2 separate regions of the Mus musculus genome follow, and region 1 is linked to region 2. The links are chromatin contacts, called in public Hi-C maps. All regions are on one chromosome and are shown on one strand. Each heading gives the region's core, a stretch centred on a gene start, on an enhancer-like site or on the middle of the called end of the contact. The rest is flanking DNA. Distances are from core to core; before and after follow the strand shown.

The links. Hi-C and Micro-C count contacts between places; a contact is called where the count stands out from the background.
Region 1: a contact with region 2 is called in a Hi-C map of muscle stem cells, with 1.9 times the contacts expected there. The contact joins the promoter of Arsj here to the enhancer-like site in region 2. A contact is called at or near these places in 1 of 39 promoter capture datasets (the 3T3-L1 cell line), 1 of 15 datasets of contacts at CTCF or cohesin (the NIH/3T3 cell line), 3 of 484 Hi-C or Micro-C datasets (embryonic fibroblasts and muscle stem cells) and 1 of 9 other capture datasets (adipose tissue).

What each region holds. Positions count from the first base shown.
Region 1 is chr3:126,359,780-126,365,331 of GRCm38.p6, forward strand. It overlaps Arsj (arylsulfatase J), which reads left to right and starts at 4,073. Exons shown (of 2, transcript NM_173451.3): 1 at 4,073-5,386. The coding sequence starts at 4,995.
Region 2 is chr3:126,288,347-126,294,633 of GRCm38.p6, forward strand. No RefSeq gene overlaps it. Among named protein-coding and RNA genes, the nearest start is that of Arsj, 72 kb to the right of the region's middle. Within about 2 kb of position 4,130, at least 47 of the 459 cell types and tissues checked have an H3K27ac peak or open chromatin away from gene starts, as enhancers often do. A contact at or near this core is called in the NIH/3T3 cell line, embryonic fibroblasts and muscle stem cells, where this site is marked.

The sequences.
Region 1 (5,552 bases), core at 2,823-5,322, 71 kb after region 2:
GTGGTATAAACGTTAAGAGATGGTAGTTACTGAGAGATTTAAGATCACTGGGGCCATGTGCTGATGGTGAGCTGTGGAGCTCTAACATTTTCAGCTCTCTCTTTGATGTCCCAGATATTCCCACCATGGTGTATTGTTCTGACACTAGCAGAAAACCAACAGGGTCATGGATCATTGACTCAACACCTCAGAACTGGGCCAAAGTAAATTGCTTCCCTGAGGTATTTTGTAACAGTAATGCAAACCTGACTGACACAGAGGCCCATGTCAAGATGGCCACATTAGGACAGACATCTGTTTTATATTATTTGTGTTTTAATTTAAAGTTTATGATATTTCTTCATTTTTAAGTATTTAACATACACATAAGCCCAGTGAAGCTCTTAAGTCATCTGTAAGTCATTAATGGACTCTTTTTCCAATTTCTGAACTTGCCTTTAAAATGTGTTAGATCTTTTAAGTATCCGAGTACATGTTTACTTGAAAATAAACATCTATGGGTAAGAAACAGAGCACAATGGCAGGAATACTGTCTGATCGCCTTTTTAAATACTAAGCATATGCAGTTTGCAAGCTAAAGCAATTCTATCCTTGCATTAACTGGATTTGAACAATGTCATTTTATGGAGAGATTGAACATGAGTGCTCCAGAGTAGTACTTGCCCAGTTACTAATTTTGCTGCTTGTTGGTGATGTTCTTAGCTTTGCTGTTCACAGATAGGTCACTGTGACTCACTGCTGTACCCTATACTGTCAACTTCAGTGATGTTACACCCTAAACCTGCCTGTCCCTGGGTAGGGCTGCTGCTACCATGTCGTATTTTGATTTCCCTTCCAAGTACTTACCAAGATCCTAATTTGCCCTACCTTTCATTTGACTTTTATATTACAGAAGAAAAACTCTATCTGGGGTCCCCAAACTTGTATCCATTCTCCTCTTAGTCAATTAATTCTTTTTGAGCTTTCAGTGAACATCGGTTCTCATAACCAAAGCCTAGTGTTTTAATCAAGGGATGCACTACTGTGAAATTTTCAAATTTTGCGGCAACTGTGGGAGTCCATTATCTACTCCTCCAAACATCCCCTGAAAAAGAAATCTCCAAGTTTTCTTCCTATATTCTTCATCACTACTTGTTCTAATCAAAAGGTGTCACAATTGTCAGTCATCTTGAAAGGACGTTATAATTAGTCAGACTCATGGGATGAAATGTCTTTGTTGTTTCTATTACTATAAATACAGCCCAGAAGAGACCATGCTTCAGTGACATGTCCTGTTCATAAAGGGATCCACTCCTAAGGTCCAAAAAGTCATTGGCCGGCTCTTCAAATTCCCTAAGTATATGATATCATGGGAGCTTATTAATCTCAGTTCCTATGCACCTACATAATGCTCTATCTATCTATCTCTATCTCTCTATCTCTATCTCTGTCTCTGTCTCTGTCTCCATCTCTATCATCTCTGCCTACACTTTGTGAAGGATCAGATGTTAGCTCTCAGCTACTCTCCAGTACCATGCTATGCCTGCCTGCCGGCCAGCATGATAATAATTGACTAGCACTCTGAAGCTGTAAACAAGCTTCCAGTGAAATGCTTTGTTCTTTTAGTTGCCTTACTTGTGGTGTCTCTTCACACCAATAGAACAGTAGCCAAGACATATGGCCATTCTATAACTAAATGGGGTTTATTTATAATTAAGTATACCCAACCAAAATAAACCTAAGACAAGATTCCATGGAAACAACTGATTGCTAGAATCAAGAATGTTGGTTCTAATGTGAGAAGACTACTAAGCTGCACAGACATGTCAACTTGACATTTCATGAGGGAGGTGGGACTATTGTCTGAAACAAGAGAGCATGAATTCCAACTCTATGGTAGGAAATGCCGAGTCCGTATTTATAACCCAAGTACACAGACAATAGACTCCTGGCTGCCAGTTGTGACCAGTCTGTGCTTGTTGGCTGGGAATGATTTGAAACCCCATTTGTAAGTGAATCTTTTGAAGAGAAGGAGCTTTGAAGTCAGTTATACATCCAAAACTTCTGCAGAAAAAAGAAAGATAACAAATAAAATAATATCCTTTTCCATTTAAAGCTCACTCCTCTGAAGTACCTCACCTCCTAACCGCACACATCTTGCATCAGGTGTGTTTGCTTTATAATTTCCTTGTTTTTGTCTTCTCCAGAATGTCTTCTCACAGTAACACTTGGGGCCTGAAGGTTTTGGTTGAGTGAGATCTTTCTTCTCCACCATAGTAGAGGGTCTACCAGAGTCCAGACATCCTAATTTAGTTCACTCCTTGCTTCCACTGCTATTACTGGCCCATCTCATCCACTGTTATCAAGTGGAACAATGTTCCTCGGGGCTAGTCTAGAATAATGAAGTATAAGAGGTACTTGAGCATGCATAAGTGTGTCCATGTTTAGGGTACAATGGTTAGCTCACAGGAAGTATTGCATAAATGTTGGCTTAAAGAAAATTCTTGCCAAAAATCTAAATTGGAAATGCTTGTTATTGTCACATGGAAACACAGACGACCCTCCTGCCATGTTACTCATTAGCTCTCCAACTGAAAATAGCTGGGTCTGTTGGAGTGTGTACATCTTTTCCACTCCAGCACCCACCCCACTAGACCAGTGAAGTCGGAATCCCTACCTCTCTGTGCTTTTAATCTCCCAGTAGAACTGACTCTTTTTAAATGTTTGGAAATTTAAACTTAGAGAGTTGTTACTCTCAATTCTAAGCATGTCTTCTAAATCTCAACGTCTCTCCTGGAAGCAGCCAGAATAAGCCACTGCCTGCTCATGTTGGCAAAATTAGCTGCATGAAACAGCATTCTGTCTCCCAGTTTAAGTTTCCATTTCACCAAGTTTGCCTGCAAAGTTGACAGGAACTGTGTAATAGCAGAAGGGAATTAAAAGTAACAGCTAAATGAAACTTGGAATTATGACTTAGTCATTAATTGAATCTTGCATGTTGTATGCCAGGCTATACTAGGTGTTCAGTAAGAAAGTGTTGAAAACATTGGGAATAACATATATATACACCGCTTTTGGCATTGATGCCTCTTCTATAAAGATCCTGCCTCTGGGCAGTGTTTTAAACGGTTCTAACTATGGTAAAAAATAAAGTATGTTTTCTCAGTGAAAGCAATCTTTTATTGTAGGGAGAGGAGAGAAACAAAAGAAAGGAGATATAAATGGAAAGAGAGAAAGGGAGAGAGAGGGGAGGAATGAGAAGAGAATACACGGTGATATTATGTTCACTACAAAACAAATCCAAAGGCTGGAGGCAGAGCTCAGCTGGCAGATGGCATGGGGTTGACTCAACATTATATGACAGTACGCCGAGGGTGTGTGTGTGTGTGTGTGTGTGTGTGTGTGTGTGTGTGTGTGTTCACTCAACACTATATGAACCTGGCTTCGAGAAATCTTACAGTCTGGGGAAGTGGAGACAGGAGCATCAGATGCTCAGAGTTACCATCAGGTATGTAGTAAGTTCCAGGTTAGCGCATGAATCGCTGACTCGACACTATGCGACAGATGGGCTTCCTTCTTCGGGGTGTAACCTTCCTCTCTTTCTACATTCTTGGCGGGAAAAACCAAGTTTGGAGAGAGGCAGAAAGCCTACATTCTTAACATCTTCACTAAGGAAGAGAGTGATGAGACCGGAAAAGTCAACTGTTGACAGAAAAAGTACTAGTTTAAAAGTTGCACTTGTGGCTGTCAGTAAAAATAAAGAGAAAAGAAAAGAAACGGCAAAGCCAGGGAGGGATGGGAATGGGTGGCGGGTGGAAGGGGGGGGGGTGCAGTAGTTGAGCAATGAAGGAAAACCAGCCACAGAGTGTTCTGTGCCATCTGTTGATTCTCCTGCTCTCTTCTCACTCGCTCCAGTAGCTTCCAACGTTTCGGGATGGACAAGGGGCATCGTCTATGGGCAGACCCACAGAAAGATGGTCTTTCACCTGCACTGAGGAGTCTCACTGGGGACCCCAGGGAGCCGCCCCGCAGCAAAGCCGCCCTTCTCGGGTCCATCCTTTTCCTCGCAGAAAGGAGGGCGGAGAGCCAGCGCCTCCCCGGCCTGGGCCCGCCCTCAACCAGCAAGCATGGATCTCCGGCTGCGACTGCCTGGCGAACAGAGGAGGAAAGCACAGATGGCTAGAACTAAGTCAGCCACCCAAGGGCACGCTGGAGCAGCTGCAGCACCCACAGGGGACACGTGCGCTCTGCGATCGCCGCCCAGGACTCTGTGAATGTCCCCAAGCGCTTCGGGGTAGAGAAGGAATTGCTGAAGAGGAGGCCGGCTGGGGCAGGATCCTTTCTCACTTCGGGGGCCCGGAGAGGGGTCAAGAAGATTGACAAACGCTCAGCGGAAAATGGGGAACTAGCCTTGAAAAGGTAGGAGTAGCGGCCAGCAGGAAGAAGGTCCCCTCGGCTCAGCCTGTCATTCATCCATAAGCAAGGGGTTCCTTGGGGCAACTTGGCAAGGCTTCCCGGGTGCCTGGAACGCTGGACCGATGTCAGTCCCACCACGCCTGGTGCTTGCCTGCGCATGGACACAGTCCTGCTCCCCGAAGATGTGGAGGATGATATGACTGCCAGACGTTCCTGTCCTGTGTGGCTCTCAGTCCCTTTCTTGTCCTTTATTATTTTTATTATTTCTTCGTGAGAACTTTTGGGTGAAGATGCTAACTTTTTTTTTCTTTCCTGCAAGCTGCCGGGTGATGTTAGGAGGTAAAAGAAAAATTGAAAAGTAAAGAACTGCAAGTCAGTGAAGAGGACATCTGCTCCCTTCTAGTTTTTCCAATGTTCATGAGTTAAACCGTTACCTCCAGAGGATTGAAGTTGTGGGAAGTGGTGGCATCTGGGGAAGGGAGCAGGATTCCCTCGCAGCCTTCCTTCAGCTGTCTCTACCCCTTCGCATGTATGAGTGGACCAGCAGCAGCAAAGGGGGCAGGGTTCTGCTTGTGGAGTCTCCTGTGGGACCAGAGTGAATGGCCCCCAGGGACAGTGCGGAGCCTCTGCCTCCGCTATCTCCACAGGCCTGGGCCTGGTCTGGAAAGTTCTTAGCGATGGGTGCCCTGGCAGGCTTCTCGGTCCTCAGCCTGCTCACCTATGGCTACCTGTGCTGGGGCCAGGACTTAGAAGAGGAGGGGTCCCTAAAAGCTCAAGTTGATGAGAGACCTGAAGCAGGCACAGCAGGCACCTCCCAGCCCCATCTCATTTTTATCTTAGCTGATGATCAGGGATTTAGAGATGTGGGTTACCACGGATCTGAGATAAAGACGCCCACCCTTGATAAACTCGCTGCAGAAGGAGTTAAGCTAGAGAACTACTATGTCCAGCCTATTTGCACACCGTCCAGGAGCCAGTTTATTACCGGAAAGTAAGTGTTACCACTTTTATGTATTACTTGGAAAACTCTTAGGCCTTTATTTAAAACTGGTTTCTAATTTAAGAGAGGATCTAAAAGTATGTGGGAAACAATCCAATGAATGAACAAGAGAATGCATGAATGAATGAATGAATGAATGAATGAATGAACAGCCCCT
Region 2 (6,287 bases), core at 2,880-5,379:
TCATTTTATGTATTTTATAGAGAACTAGGGTTGAGGGGGCTAGAAGGATTTAAATATAAAGGAATTATAAGAAGAAAATTGTTATTTTATTAGTACACATTGTGTGCATGCATTGAAACATCTCATCACCACCTATAATTATCTATAATTATTTTGTATAAATTTCAAAAGACTAAAATGAATGTTTTACAAGGAAACACCTCCTTGTAAAAAATATAGATGCTGTCAGTTTTTCAGAACAATGAAAGAGGAGAACCAATTCATATTAAGTAGATCCATGGGAAAAATGTTTTGAACTACCTAATCAAACTGGTAGAGCAGAGACTAGCACGTGAGTGAAAACATAAGACACAGGCTGCTGCAGACTGTGAGCTGCCGCTCAGAGCACTAAAGAGAGATGATTAGTTACAGAGAATACAGTCACAGACACTAGCCAAGATGAAAGCCAGAGACAGATGAAACTGTGAGCAGTGGAGAGCTGCAGCACCATTTCAAGCAAACCCAAATTACAAGTAATTCAGATCTCCCATGATGGGGAGAGTGGAGTCAGGGTAAACATACATGAAGAGGAGATAGCCAACATTCTTAAAAATTAAGTAGAAGCAGTAGAGCCATAGAGCTTGAAAAGAACAATAAATCTTGAACACACACACACACACACACACACACACACACACACACAAAACAAAACAAAACCAAAGAAATTATACCAAGGCACATCAAAATCAAATTGCTTTAAAAGTGGACATTAAAAGAATCTTAAAAGCAGCCAGAAGAAAAACATACAAATGACACACAGAGGAGCAAATTGTGTTCAGACAGATTATGGCAGGGTGAGCCAGAAAACAGCAATATCTTTAAAATACCAAGAGAAGAAAAGTCAATTGATTCAACATGTTCTAAGGATTGTTTAGAAAACTGAAACTTCGCCAGATGTACAAAATGTAACAGTGGGTCTACGATGAAAAATTATTTATGTGTGAATGGGATTTCATAATGCATGCAAATATATATGTGTACCTGTTTCTCTAAGTAAAAGAGAGATAATAGCATTTGAAATTTGTATCTATGGGTGGAGAAAGAATACTGGAAATAGCAAAGAGATAGATAGATAGATAGATAGATAGATAGATAGATAGATAGATAGATGATAGATAGATAGATAGATAGATAGATAGATAGATAGATAGATAGATAGATGACAGACAGATTATAGAGCAAAAATTCAAGAACTTAGAGTTATTTTTAAAAGATAATTGGGTATTCAAAACAAGAACAGCCATATATTTAGTGTCTAAAACTGCATAGATATAATACCCACTCTGGGACATTCTGCCTCCTGGACTGACCTAATTCACCTTTGTAATCTTTGTTGTGCCCTGACATCGTTATTCTATGATTTGGGCCCCCAAAATAAATATAAATGAAAACTATGTATTAGTACAACACATTCTCTGCATATTTGTGTTTGTTAGGGTTCTAACCTTGAGGTGACAGATTTTGAATGTAAGATCTAGTAGATTATTGGAAACAACACAATTATTTTTATTTTGTTTTTATTGTGATATAATTACATATAGATATATGAAGTGTACAACTGCAAAATGTAGTACTTACAAAGAACTTTCCCTGCATTAATAGGAGATATATATTCACAGAATCAAGGCTCCAGAGGGTCCCATTTCAATGAATCTAGAAATCAGAAGGTAGAAATATTGACAAAGACTATGGGAATCAGTATCGCCCATTAAACCAGCAGATTATTTACAATAACTTTGCTACTTCTTATTCTTGCTTTTTTACAATATGAAAAAATGTAGCCTGGTTTTCAAATAGTATGAAAAGTTTGACATTTGGCCCTGAGGGTCAGATAGCAAATAGATCTACTGCAGTTCCATGGGAATGGCAGAAGACAGAGCCTTCTGGATCAGGAAGGAAAGCTTTGTACCTCAAGGTACAGCAAGCAAGGTTTTATCTCAGTTCCTAGAATGTCATTGTCAAGAGGCCAATACAAGCCCCATATGACACCTGTTCACAGTACAAGTGACAACAGGCGAGAAGCCCGAGTCCAGGGACCAAAAAAACTTTTCTTTATAGCCGATAAGTATGTCTGCTGTTTGCTTCAGAGTCTATTCTCTAAATCTACTTCTCATACAAACATCAGGAGAAAAGACTCTAAGAATGTTGGTTAGTTTATGCGACAGGATTTTTCTAGAAAAACAAACAACACTAAAGCAATGATGTGTCCTGGCAGTGCCCATCCTTCATTCTTCGTCATTTTGACATCTGGAAGACTTCTTTTATTCACTTTTATTTTTACTTGAAATATAATTATGTAATTAGCTCCACCTTTTTCCTCCCTCCATCTTCTCCCATACCCCCTAGTTCTCTCTCAAATTCATGGCCACTTTTTATTGTTATTGATACACACACACACACACACACACACACACACACACACACAAACACACACAGCACCATCTTCCAAATTTTTCCTTAACGTTAGATACAGGAGTTGTTTTGTAGAAGAACCAACTGGAGCTGAGCACCTGACAGTATTGAACTCAGAGACCCATCTGCCTCTGCCTTCCAAGTGCTGGGATTAAAGGTGTGCACCACCACAGCATAGCTTAGTACTGGGATTTTACATATATATATATATATGTTTTATATAATTTTATACACATAAGTTATATGTAATTTTAGGTGAATAAAACTCGTATGGTTGCCAATGGCTTTTTTAGACATCTTTAGTATTGTCTGCCATTTTCCCTGCCTTCCCTTTAATATTGATCTCCTTTTGCTTTCTCCAATAAAAGCCCTCCTCCCCATTTTCCCCATTCACCCCTTCAAATCACATGCACCCTATTATTCCCCTCTCTAATGCACCTCCCACCTCCCCCCATGGTATAGTCTTACTTTCCTGAGTTCTGCAGTTACTTCAGTATCAATGCATGCATATCTGAAGATTTGAAGCTAAGAACCACAGGTAAGAGGAAACATGTAGTGCTGACCTTTCTGAATCTGGATTATCTCACTCAATTTATTATTTTCCAGTTACATCCATTTACCTACAAATTTCATTATTTCATTTCTCTTGACATATAAGTGGTATTTCATAGTCTATATGTACCACATTTTCATTTATTCAGTTAAATAAAATAACATTCAGGTTGTTTCATGAATATGATATGTTACTATTTCATTGGTCATTCCTAATAATTTGACTTGGATAATCCTTTTGATTCACCACATACACATCTAATGAGTGTTGCTCATCACTGGATAAAGTAATCTACACCAAAGCCCAAGGATCCTAGAAATAAATAGCAAATGTTATAAAATAATGTTCATTGAATTGTCTGTTATAGCAGCTATAACAAAGTACCGTGGACCAGGTAGATTAAGTAACAAAGTTTCATGTCTGAGTCGTGGAGTCCAGAAGTCCAAGATCAAACGGAGGTACTAGAGGTGCTATTTCTCCTAAGGCTTCTCCCAGGTTTAGAAAGGGATGCCCTGACATGATCTTCTTTAAACGCTTCCTCTGCATCTCTGATTGAAATAAGAACTTCTAGTCATAACCTAGGGCCTTATATTAACATTAGTCTAAGTTCCTTCTAAATGCCTTTCTCTTTGGCTGACAGGTGGTTGTCTTCACATGGTGCTTTTTCTGTTTGTGTTTGAGTCCTTTGTTTTGAAATAAACACAACAGCCATAGAGCATTATGATCTACTTTGTAACCCTATTTAAATTAGTTATCTATTTTAAAAGTGTATTTCCAATCATGCTTTAGGATTCTAAGGGTTGGGGCTTTAATGTATGAGTTTGGGAGGACATTCGATTTAATTTAGAAATTGAAGTATTTTATTTGACTATCTCTTTTAACCTTTCTTTTGGGCCTGAGGCAGTTAACAGGATAAACAAGTGATTAAAGACTCTGTATTGTTCTAGAAGGATCATTCTAGCATCTACACCCATCCTAGCCCAAGAGTTAAGATTAATCCTAATGTCTTCCAGGACTTTAGCTAAAGCCAAGGACAAATTTCTCACCATTCTTTTCAAACGGAATGACTCACATTTCTACAACCTGCCAACAGAAGACGTGTCAATAATGAGTCAACGTCTCTCTCAGGAAACTCCCCAGAGTAACCCATGTAGAGTGATTTTGGAGGGAACTGTACAGTCATCGGAGGACAGGATCCACTGAAGAAATTTCATTAAATGCGAATGGTCTCAGGCAACAACTTCAATGGTACAAAAAGCTGCATTTTCAGGAGGGAAACAAATGAAAACATGCATGGAAGAAGTTTGATGTCAGAGACACATGAGCTGACCCTGGAAAGGAACTGTTCATAATGTCCCACTTATCCCTGGGAAGACAGGTTAGCGGTGCTATGGCCTCATACTTGGCTAATATGCCTTGGGATTCTCAGTCCAGTTTAGTCCTGTGTTTTTGAAGAGATTGAGTTAGGGCAGTCACACTACAAAGACATCTTACTTTGTATTCAGCAAATGGGTAGCCACAGATTAATTTAGACAGAGCTGCAGAGATGGAGCCTCTGTATGTATCTGGGAGCAGACAGGAGATCAGGGCAATGGCTTACCTTTCCAATAAGCTTCTGAGTGAGCATGGTTAGGGGAGATAATCAACTTAGAGTCAAAAATCCAAGCCAAAGATAATAAACTCAGCACTGTGTTGAATTTAATCGGTGACAGCCTGGAAACAGGACACCACATTGTTTCACTTTCATGAGAAAAGTTCCTGAGTCCATAGTGAGTAGGGGAAAAAATTTTTCATTTCCTCTCCTGAACCATGAAGGTCCAGGGAATTCATTTCCATGTACCCAAGTTATCATTCTTTCTCTAGTGTCTAGTAGCTATGACTTTATCATCCTCAGCCTTTCCCTAGTCACATCATAAACTGTCATCTGTAAGAATCTGTTACAAGAGAGGTGAGAGGATCTTTTTGTTAAACTTACAAAGGTTAATTGTGTTCTGTCTCTGTTTTCTCCTTTGAGGTTTCTGCAGGGTGACTTGCTGGTGTAGTCAGTCAAGTGATCATCAAGGACCATACTACCCCACCCAGAGAACCTACATGCCTGAGCCACTAATCTGTTTGAATATACTAGACCCCCTTTTTGACCAAGTGGCATCTATGACATACATAAAGCAGCCAACATGTGGTTGAAATTAGAGGCAAGGAAGAGGCATCATATCCAAGAAAGGCCAGATTGAGATTCCAAAACTTTGAAGTCTGCTCTTTAGAATCTACTTCTTTGTCATAATTGTTCTCTAAACCATTCACTTCCCAACACTGCTGTAACAAATGCTCACCGAATCATTTAATATAGCAAGGTTCCTCATGTTGCTTATGGTGTGAATATGAAATCTCTTTTTAAGGTTCATGTGTTGAAGGCTTTGTCCCTAGGAGGTGGTGGTATTGAAAGGTGATTAGATCATGAAGGCATCACATGTCTTTAATGGGTTAGGACGTGGATGACGTCACAGCTGAGAGAGCTATCAGTACGCAAAGCCTTGTTTGAGGAAGTAGGTTGCTGAGGACATGCTTTTCAGGGGTGTATCTTGCCAGTGGCTTGTTGCTGTCTCTGCTCCCTGATTGATGTAGTCTCCTCTTCCACTCACAGTAGGGATGTGGCAGTGCAATCTAAAAATCTCAGTGTGGAGGGGGTGGGGACAGGCAAAGCCCTGGAGCTTGCTAGCCAGATCAATGAGATCTAGGGTCTCTAGATGGTCACATTTCACAAATATTGAGGTAGAAAATCAACTGAATAAGACACCCACCAAGATTACCCTCTGGTGTTTACATACATGCACATCAACACACACACACACACACACACACACACACACACACACACAAATGTTATATATGCATACACACATAATCTCAGTTCTAAAATTTTCACTCTATCCAAAGCCCTATCTGGGTTAGTAGTTCATTGTGGGATATAAAACCATACCAGGAAGTTTGGTAAGGTAGAGCAGGTTGAGACCCAGAATCTCTGTGGGCCCACACCTGAAGCTTAGGTGTCTCCCAGCTCCCTGTCAGACTCCTGCCATGCTTCTCACATAAAAGAAATGTGTCCTATGTTCATGTAGGCCCAAAACAGAGTTCTCCTAATGAGGACACAGAGGCCTGGAGGGCTTAGCCAATAAACTTTCTTTCCCAGACATTTCTCCCTGCAAAAGGTATTTAATCTCAGGTCCACCCTGAGAAATGGGGGTTTGGTTTTTACAGATCCACTTTCTGCCTTTCCAATAAACTG